Linked DNA regions of Pan troglodytes: region 2 is linked to region 1. Evidence: chromatin contacts called from public Hi-C data. All regions are on one chromosome and are shown on one strand. Each heading gives the region's core, a stretch centred on a gene start, on an enhancer-like site or on the middle of the called end of the contact. The rest is flanking DNA. Distances are from core to core; before and after follow the strand shown. Region 1 overlaps HDAC11 (histone deacetylase 11). Region 2 holds the start of WNT7A (Wnt family member 7A).

What was found. A called contact is a pair of places that touch in the nucleus more often than the background predicts.
Region 2: a Hi-C map of induced pluripotent stem cells shows a contact between it and region 1, with 5 times the contacts expected there. The contact joins the promoter of WNT7A here to the enhancer-like site in region 1. A contact is called at or near these places in 3 of 7 Hi-C or Micro-C datasets (induced pluripotent stem cells and stem cell-derived neural progenitor cells) and 1 of 1 other capture datasets (stem cell-derived neural stem cells).

The regions. Positions count from the first base shown.
Region 1 is chr2:17,501,858-17,505,905 of NHGRI_mPanTro3-v2.0_pri, forward strand. HDAC11 (histone deacetylase 11) reads left to right here. Exons shown (of 10, transcript XM_016940518.2): 5 at 398-440; 6 at 2,594-2,670; 7 at 3,752-3,814. Among named protein-coding and RNA genes, the nearest start is that of HDAC11, 20 kb to the left of the region's middle. Within about 2 kb of position 2,199, at least 1 of the 24 cell types and tissues checked has an H3K27ac peak or open chromatin away from gene starts, as enhancers often do. A contact at or near this core is called in induced pluripotent stem cells, where this site is marked.
Region 2 is chr2:17,878,857-17,882,904 of NHGRI_mPanTro3-v2.0_pri, forward strand. WNT7A (Wnt family member 7A) reads right to left here and starts at 2,282. Exons shown (of 4, transcript XM_016940526.4): 1 at 1,950-2,282. The coding sequence starts at 2,020.

The sequences.
Region 1 (4,048 bases), core at 949-3,448:
AAAGTGCTGGGATTACAGGTGTGAGCCACTGCGCCTGGCCCAGTCTACTGTATTTCTGTGAGCAAAACTTTGCCTATTTTCCCTTTGAAAGCCATATCAAAATTATTGTCAGCTCATATGTGATGGATGATAAGTACTTTTATTTTTTCCAGTTTCCTTGCACAATTGCAAAGGTGCTTATGCACTGTACATCTCATATGCCAGCCAAGCTGGCACTTACTTCCTGGACTGTTGCTTGGGGTAGGGAGTTCCTTCTATACCCCTGCCTTGTAGCTCAGCTCATCCTTCCCCCAGAGCTGGCTAGAAGCAGTGTTTATGGAATGAGTGCATGAATCAGTGAATGAATGATTGATGGATCGGCTGCCTGCGCCCCCTCACCCTCTGCTTGTCTCCAAAGGCGGGGAAGCTGGCTGTGGAGCGAGGCTGGGCCATCAACGTGGGTGAGTGCTGGGAATGTCCTGGGGAATGTCCAGCCCGGCTTGGTGGAACTGGCCTGAAAGGGGGCTGGGGGAGGGCGGGAGGATCCTGGAGGTGGCAGCTGTGAATTCAGAAGCTCTGGTTTTCCCAAGTCACCCTAGCCTCCTTGTGGAGTGGCCTGGAGGTTGATGTGTAGCCTCCTAGGTACCTGGGAGAGACTGACCAGTGCCTCCATCTGACGTGGGATCCTTGTCTAAGGAGGTCCCCGGGTGGTTCCCCAGCCCCCTCTTTGCGTACTTCCAGTGGCAGGGAGCTTCCTCCCTTCCAGAGAGCGTGTGCCATCCTTGGGCAGCTCAGCATGGTCTGAAGCCTGCCTTGTGTCTTCCCTGAAGGACTCCACCTGTGTCCTGGGGCCCAGGACAGCCCACAGAGGCTTGGTCATGTTGGGTTGGGTGGGCACATCCGGGGTCAATACCACCACCTTCTCAAGGGTCCAGAGGGCCCGTGCTCCCCAGCCCCTTTGAATCTCCCACAAGATTGGCTCATGGGAGGGCTGCACGAGAGTCTCCCTTGTCCCTGTCATTGTCCCTCCTGGAGGCACAGCACTTGACAATTTACAAAGCTCTTTTTCACCAGGCTCTTTTTTTCTTTTTCGAGACGTAGTTTCGCTCTTGTTGCCCAGGCTGGAGTGCAATGGCGCGATCTCGGCTCACCGCAACCTCCGCCTCCCAGGTTCAAACAATTCTCCCGCCTCAGCCTCCTGAGTAGCTGAGATTACAGGCATGCACCACCATGCCCGGCTAATTTTGTATTTTTAGTAGAGACAGGGTTTCTCCATGTTGGTCAGGCTGGGTCTTGAACTCCCGACCTCAGGTGATACGCCCGCCTCGGCCTCCCAAAGTGCTAAGATTACAGACATGAGCCACCACGCCCGGCCTTCACCCAGACTCTTATTTGAGCTGGGCATAATTGTCAGGCCTGTCTCACTGATGAGGAAATGGACATGGAAAGATGCGTACTGGATCGTGTAGAGCCCTAAAGCAGGGTCCCCCAGCCTTTGGCTCTGAACTCTGCAGGGGAGAGTCCACCTTGGGCCACTGCACAGTTGAGGGGAGCCCCACTCTGCAGGGGCTGGGTCTCTTCCATCTTGGTATTACCAAGTGCCTAGCATTCAGTCTGGCATAGTAATGATGTTATGGTACTCTGCTGCACAAACCCGGGAGTGATCTGTGCCCTGCGTGTCTACAGCAGGGTTCCGAGGAGGGCCTGGATGGCCCTCCCCATGGCAGGTGTTACTGCCTGGTAGAGGTTAAGAGCCTGGATCCTGATCCACCCTGGGTTTGATCCTGGTTCTGCCATTACCTGGCTGTGTGACCCTGGGCAAGTTGCTGACTTCCTCTGTGGGTCAGTCTCCTCATCTGTAAAATGGGGATGATGATACTAATGCCCCTCCTCGGGCTGGAGGGAGTCTTCAGCAAGCTCAGTTGCTCAGTCAGGTGTTCACTGTGGCTGTCTTCTCATCATTAGGAGCCAACAGTAGCCTCCTGGGGGGTGGGAGAGGCGAGTTCCTGGTATCCATGGGGCCAGCTGCACACTGTCTGACGGAGCAGTTGTTGGGCTCAATTTCAGAGGGCCTCTGCAATTCAGGCCATCCCAGGGGCTGCAGGGGAGGGGGTCTCTATGGGCCCTAGGGCTCTGAGGCTGTGTCTCAGGGTTGAGGGGTGATGGATCCCGGGCTCTAGGGCCCTCCTCGTGGCTGTAGGCAGTCATGACCAGCAGAGGGTGCCCTTCCTGACCACCCGCTTTGGCCACTGGCAGAATCCGCCTGGCCCCCATACCACCACTCCTTCCTGGAGTGGGGAGCCACATGGAGCCAGGCCCAGCTTAGTGGGGACAAGGAGCAGCTTTCTGCTTCTGGAATGATGAGCTATCTGTTGCTTAGGGGTGTGAGTGGCACTGAGGACTTGCTGGGGACACCCTGAAGATGTGGCTGCCTTCTGGCCTGGGGATGGTGACATGCCCCAGCACTCAGCTTAGTTTGCCAACCCAGAGTCCGAGGCACAGGTTCCTGAGAGCTGAGCAGGGAGGATGCTGGGGGAGGTGAAGGGATGGAGGAGCTCCTGGACTGAGCCTGGGAGCCTGGCTCTGAGCAGCACCGCTCTCTGCCCTTCCGCAGGGGGTGGCTTCCACCACTGCTCCAGCGACCGTGGCGGGGGCTTCTGTGCCTATGCGGACATCACGCTCGCCATCAAGGTGTGTCTATGAGCAAGTGGGGTCTCGCCTCCAAGAGCCCTCCTGGAATCCTCCCCATAGCTCCAAATTGACTGTTCTCACCCTGAATTATAGACAAGGGGCCTATGCTGGAGCAGGGAGGGGGCTTGTTTGGGTTGCTCAGCCAGGCTGGAACTGAATCCAGATCTGACACTTGCTCCTCTTCCATGTTGCTTAGAAGGGTTGCCTGTGGTGGAAGGGAGTTATTCCAGCCTCCCACAGAGCCAGGGGACTAGAGAGGGTCAGGATCTGCTGTATAGCCACATATTAAGTTGTAGGAAGAAGGGCATGGCTGGCAAAGGGAGTAGGGAGTGGAAAGAATGATGGTGCTGATAGCACCTGGCACTTCTGCATGCTCCAACCCGCGCTGTGCTCCAGGACTTACTCCCTGAATCCTCACAGACAGACAGGGGCCCACAGAGGTGAGGGCATGCAAATAGCAGGGGCAGAATTGGTGCTGGCCTCTGGTCTGTGGGGCCCCGCAACTCCCCTGCCACTCTGTGCCTGGCCTTGTGCTGGGCATCAGGAACTGACCGACCTGTTCCTATGTGTGCCTGCTCTCATGGGGCACATAGACTGATGGGGGGAGGCAGGCCATTAGGAGAAGGGGGAAGCACAGGAGACCTTCCTGGGGAGGAGGGAACGAAGGCTTCCTGGAAGAGGGGGCATTTAGGACTTGGCCTTGTAGGATGAGGCAGAAGTTGGGGACTGAAGTCCCAGGGCTGTGGGGATTCTCTCCTTAACCCCTACACATTTCCTAGGGAATCTGGGAAAATCCAGGGCCTGAGTGACCCACTTATCTCCTGACCTATGACCCTTCAGGGCACAGGACATGCCCCCTCCTCCAGGGAGCCTTCCCTGACCACCTCCTGCATGCACACATGGAGCCCCACAGCTGGAGCTGCACAGCTCTCCCTGGCAAGTGACATATTTGCTGGGTGGCCTGATTACCCACAAGCATTAGGCCCCCCTCCCCACCCCTCGCCAGCCAGCTGGGAGTTGCTGTAGGGCTGGGTCCTCTGGCCGCCCCAGGTCCTCATGTCTACCCTCTCCTCCCTGGCAGTTTCTGTTTGAGCGTGTGGAGGGCATCTCCAGGGCTACCATCATTGATCTTGATGCCCATCAGGTGAGTGCCCTGCAGGGGCTGGACTCTTAGGGGACCTGCCACCCCCAGTTCCAGAATCTTCCCGGGGCAGGAGAGTCTCCCTCCTCATGTCCCCACGGCTCTCACGGCTTCTGTCTTCTGTCTCTCGGGCTACAAATGCAGGGTCTGTCTTTGTCACTCTGTCCAGGACAGCGGGTCCTCCTCATTGCTCCCGAGGGTCCTCCCTCCCTCCTCCTGACTGCCCCCACATGAGGC
Region 2 (4,048 bases), core at 1,032-3,531, 380 kb after region 1:
TGTAATTATCATTATTATTATCGGATCTGATTGTTGCAATAGGCTAGTGCGGAGTCACCTGAACTATCCGAGCAAAATAAGAATACCGCAGATGCCCCACCATCAGCCAGAAGCGGGTAGAGCCGTCACGTCTGGGGAAATGGAAAAACCTTTTAGGGACGTTGAGACTTCACCCCTCATGCCCACTATACAGATGAGTAGCCCGAGGCGCAGGGAGCAGCAGGGCCTGGCCCGAAGTCACCTGCAACTCCCACCTCCCCGACCTGGACCTCTCCCTACCCCAGAGGGCAGCTTGGGGCGGAAAGCCAGCGCCCTGCAGGACTCCCTCCCTCCCTCCCTGCCGGGCAGCTGGGCCCCCGCAGGGCCAATCCGGGGAGGCCGCGGCGCCGGCCGGAGGGCGGCCCGCGGGCGGGCGGGGCGGCCAGGGGAGGTTATTTTCTGCTGTTTTCCCTTTCTGTCTCCCCCGCCACCCGGGTCCCTCCTCCCCGTTTCTAATTAAAAAGGAGATAAAGCCGCACGCGGCCCGAGTCAATCGGCTCCAGCCCATCGGCCCTACTGGCTTCCTGGATGCTGAATGTGCGCGGGGCGGCGGGGCGCGGGCCAAGATGAAGATTAAAGCAGGGGAAAAAAAGGAAAGCCACCCAGACGCGGGCGAATCAATAACACTTAAAACACACCGGCAGGCTGGCGGTACTGGCGCGAGCCCCGCAGCCGCCTCTCCGCCGCTGGTCGGGCTGGCGGCCCCTGGTCGGCTCTGCACGCACCTGCTAGCGGCCGCGGCCGGACAACTTGCGAAATCCCCGCTCCAGAGACGTGGACTGGGGAAGTGACGGGGTAGGGGGGTAGTAGTGACAAAACACAAAGGGTCTGCCACGCACATCCCCTCGCCGCAGCCCCTGCGGTCCACCCCTCCTCAAAAGGGATGGTAATGGGTTCACTGCTGGGGGCTGGAGGGGCAGGGTGTGTGAGACCTACCAAGCGGGCCCTTCAGCGCCAGAACCTCTATCCATGCCCAGACCCCCCCGCCCCCACACCGCTCCGAGCCTCACACGCGTTGTCTTAAGTACAAAGGGTGACCGGCTTTGCACAAGCAGCTCCAGGACGCGTCCCGAGCTGCCCCTTCCCACCTTCCAGCCAGAGCGCCCCCGAGCCCCACCTCCACAGAAACGCTAGGTGAAGCCGGAGGGCTGCTCGCGCGCCCGGCCGCCTCTGCTGCCCAGTTCCAGGGGGCGGGGTGTCCCGCCTCTCTCTAGCGCTTGTCTCCCTCTGTGTCTCAGGCCGCCTCTCGTCCCACCTTTGTGTGTGTTTGTTGGGGGTGGGACGTGCTGTCCCCTTGGCCCGGGAAGGGGCTCTGTGAGTCTAAGGGCCCCTGGAAATTGGGTGGTGCCAAGGCTCCGAGCGGCGGTTTATGTTTTTGCCAGCGAATGTCCTTCCTCCTGGGTACCTGTTCCCTGTTTGCACGGACCGGCCCCGCCAGCCACCTGGGGACTGCCCAGTCTCTAGGAGCGGCTGTGCCGCGCCTCCTGAGAGAGTTCGTCTCGGGCTCCGGGGACTGAGCTCCCCGAGATTGGCTGTGGTCCTGGCTTGATGTTCCTGCTAGACCTGCTGTCCCTATGCCCGGGTCCGAAGGGTCCCCGGGATGGGCTGAACCTTTGCAGCAGCTAGCCCTCCCCCAGAGTCCCTCAGGCTGGAGCGTCCCTACCGGCTGTCTCTGGTCCTGGGGGATTCCAGACTCAGACGTCCTCAGGATGGCCAGTCCCCCTGCCTATATCTCCTGGGGTGTCCTGCGGGGGGTCTTTGTGCGTCCACCGCTCCCACACCGCACCCACCCGGCCTCTCAGAGAAGCTGTGGAAGTTGGCCGGCAGAGGCTCGCAGGCGGCACACCTCCCTCCCCGGGCCGTGCCAACTTTGTCGAGACACGCGCGGAAAGGGCGCAGGCAGCCCTTACCCGATCCGGAGGTAGACCATGCCCAGGCTGAGAAAGAGGTGGCCCAGGCAGCGCCGCGCTTTCCGGTTCATAGTCCCGATTGGCCGCCGGGGCCGCGGGCCGGGCTGTGCTGATCCCGCGGGCCGGCCCCGGCGGGGCAATCAACATAGCCCGCCCGGGAGGCGCGAGCCGAGGCGTCCCCGGGGCCGTCTGTCGGTGCGCCCGTCCGCGCGCTCCGCGCCTGAGCCTCGCCAGGAGCGCGGGAGCCACGGAGCGGGAGGAGGGAGGGAGGAGCGAGCGCGGCGTGGGGCGACGCCGGGCTGCGCGCGAGCGACCGGTGCAAGTGTGCGAGACGCGGGGAGTGCGGGGGCGCTGCTGCCTCCCGCCCCCGCCCCTCCCTCCTTTCCCCCGTCCCTCCCCCGCCCCCTCCCCCGACCGCCTCCCGGGAGCGCCCGCCCAGCGCCCCTGCGCCCGCGGGACAGGGCCGCCTGCACAAGGCGCGCGCTCGCGCCTTTCCCTGCGCGCTCCCGGGGGCCCCCTCCCTGCTCCGGGGTGCAGGTGGCAGGCTGGGGAGCACAGCCCGGTTGGAGGCGGTAGGAGCCCGCTCGCCCCCCACCCGTCACTAACTTGCAGATTGCAGGGCGAGTGGGCGTCCAGAGGCTGCCCTCGGGTGGAGTGGACCAGACTCGGCCGAGAGGCCTAGTGCCTTGGTCTGCTGCCCTGCTCCCTCCAGCCCGGAACAGGGAGCTGGGGCTGACAGGGCACACCCCAGTTCCCCAACCCCAGCTTCAGGGGAGGGCGCCCCCTTTCGCGGAGCGACGGGCTGACTGGCTCAGCGTATTTCTTCCCTACCCCCACCTATTCGAGAGTGGCGGCAGGGGGTGCCCAGGTTGGGCAGCCTCCTCTGGGATCCTGCTGTTAGCCGACAGACTGAGTCGGGCTGAGGCCCAGTTGCCCCGCGCGGAACAGCAGTGGGGCGCCTGAGCCGCGGGAGCGTGAGGGGCGCAGCTGGCCGCTCAGAGCGCGCTCGCGGCGACACCAGGCGGACGCGGCGGGTGGTGCACCTCGGCCTCGCTCCCGGGAACAGAATGCTTTGAGTGCCCTGGCCGACCCGAGGGGGCTAACCCCCTTCTTTGGTGTACACCTCATCCAGTGAGCTAGGGGGAGTCTAACCGTCCCTGGAAATTGGATGGTGCCAAGACTCCGAGCGGCAGTTTATGTTTTTGCCAGCGAATGTCCATCCTCCGGGTACCTGTCCCCTGTTTGCACGGACCGGTCCCGCCTGCCACCTGGGGGTTGCCCAGTCTCTAGGAGCGGCTGTGCCTGCGCCTCCGGAAAGTGTTCCTCTCGGGCTCCAGGGACTGAGCTCCCTGGGAGTGGCTGTGGTCCTGGCTTGGTGTTCCTGCTGGACCTGCTGTCCCTATGCCCGGGTCTGGCAAATCTGAACTCAGGTTTCAGCTGAAGACACTGAGGCTCAAGGAGGTGAAGGTGTTTGCCCAGAGTAACCAGCTAGCGAGTGGCACAACCATATGGGAAACAAAGTATGCCCAACTGTAGTCACCTCCTGCACCCAGTCCTGACTATCCTTCAAGATTGCCTTTCTAAATTACACACACACACACACACACACACACACACACACACACCCGAAAGCCACCATTCAGGTATTCATTCATATTCCATATTCTGTGCCAACCACGATAGTGGGCACCGTGGACACAAGGAAGAAGAAAGGCAACAGTCTTTCTTCTTGGGGCCAGGAAGGAGACGGATGATAAGTGAACAAGAACAGAGTTGCAGATAGTAGACCATTAAGCAGGGTGATGGGAGAGGGAATACTGGGTGTTGGAGGGTTAATTTTAGGTCTGAGGAGGTGGCATTTGAGGTGAGGCCTGAAGGACACAGCATCAGGGGTCCAGCACTGCAGGAAGGGGACCAGCAGGTGCAAAAGCTCAGAGGTGGGCATGAGCCCCAGGGAGGAGATGGTGGGCTGCAATAGAGAGAGAGAGAAGGCCTGAGCTTGAAGGGAGATGGGGCTACACAGATCCACAAAGCTGTGTGGGCACGTCAAGGAGCTTGGATTTCAGTGGTGTGTTCAGCTGGAGACATTGGAGGGATGA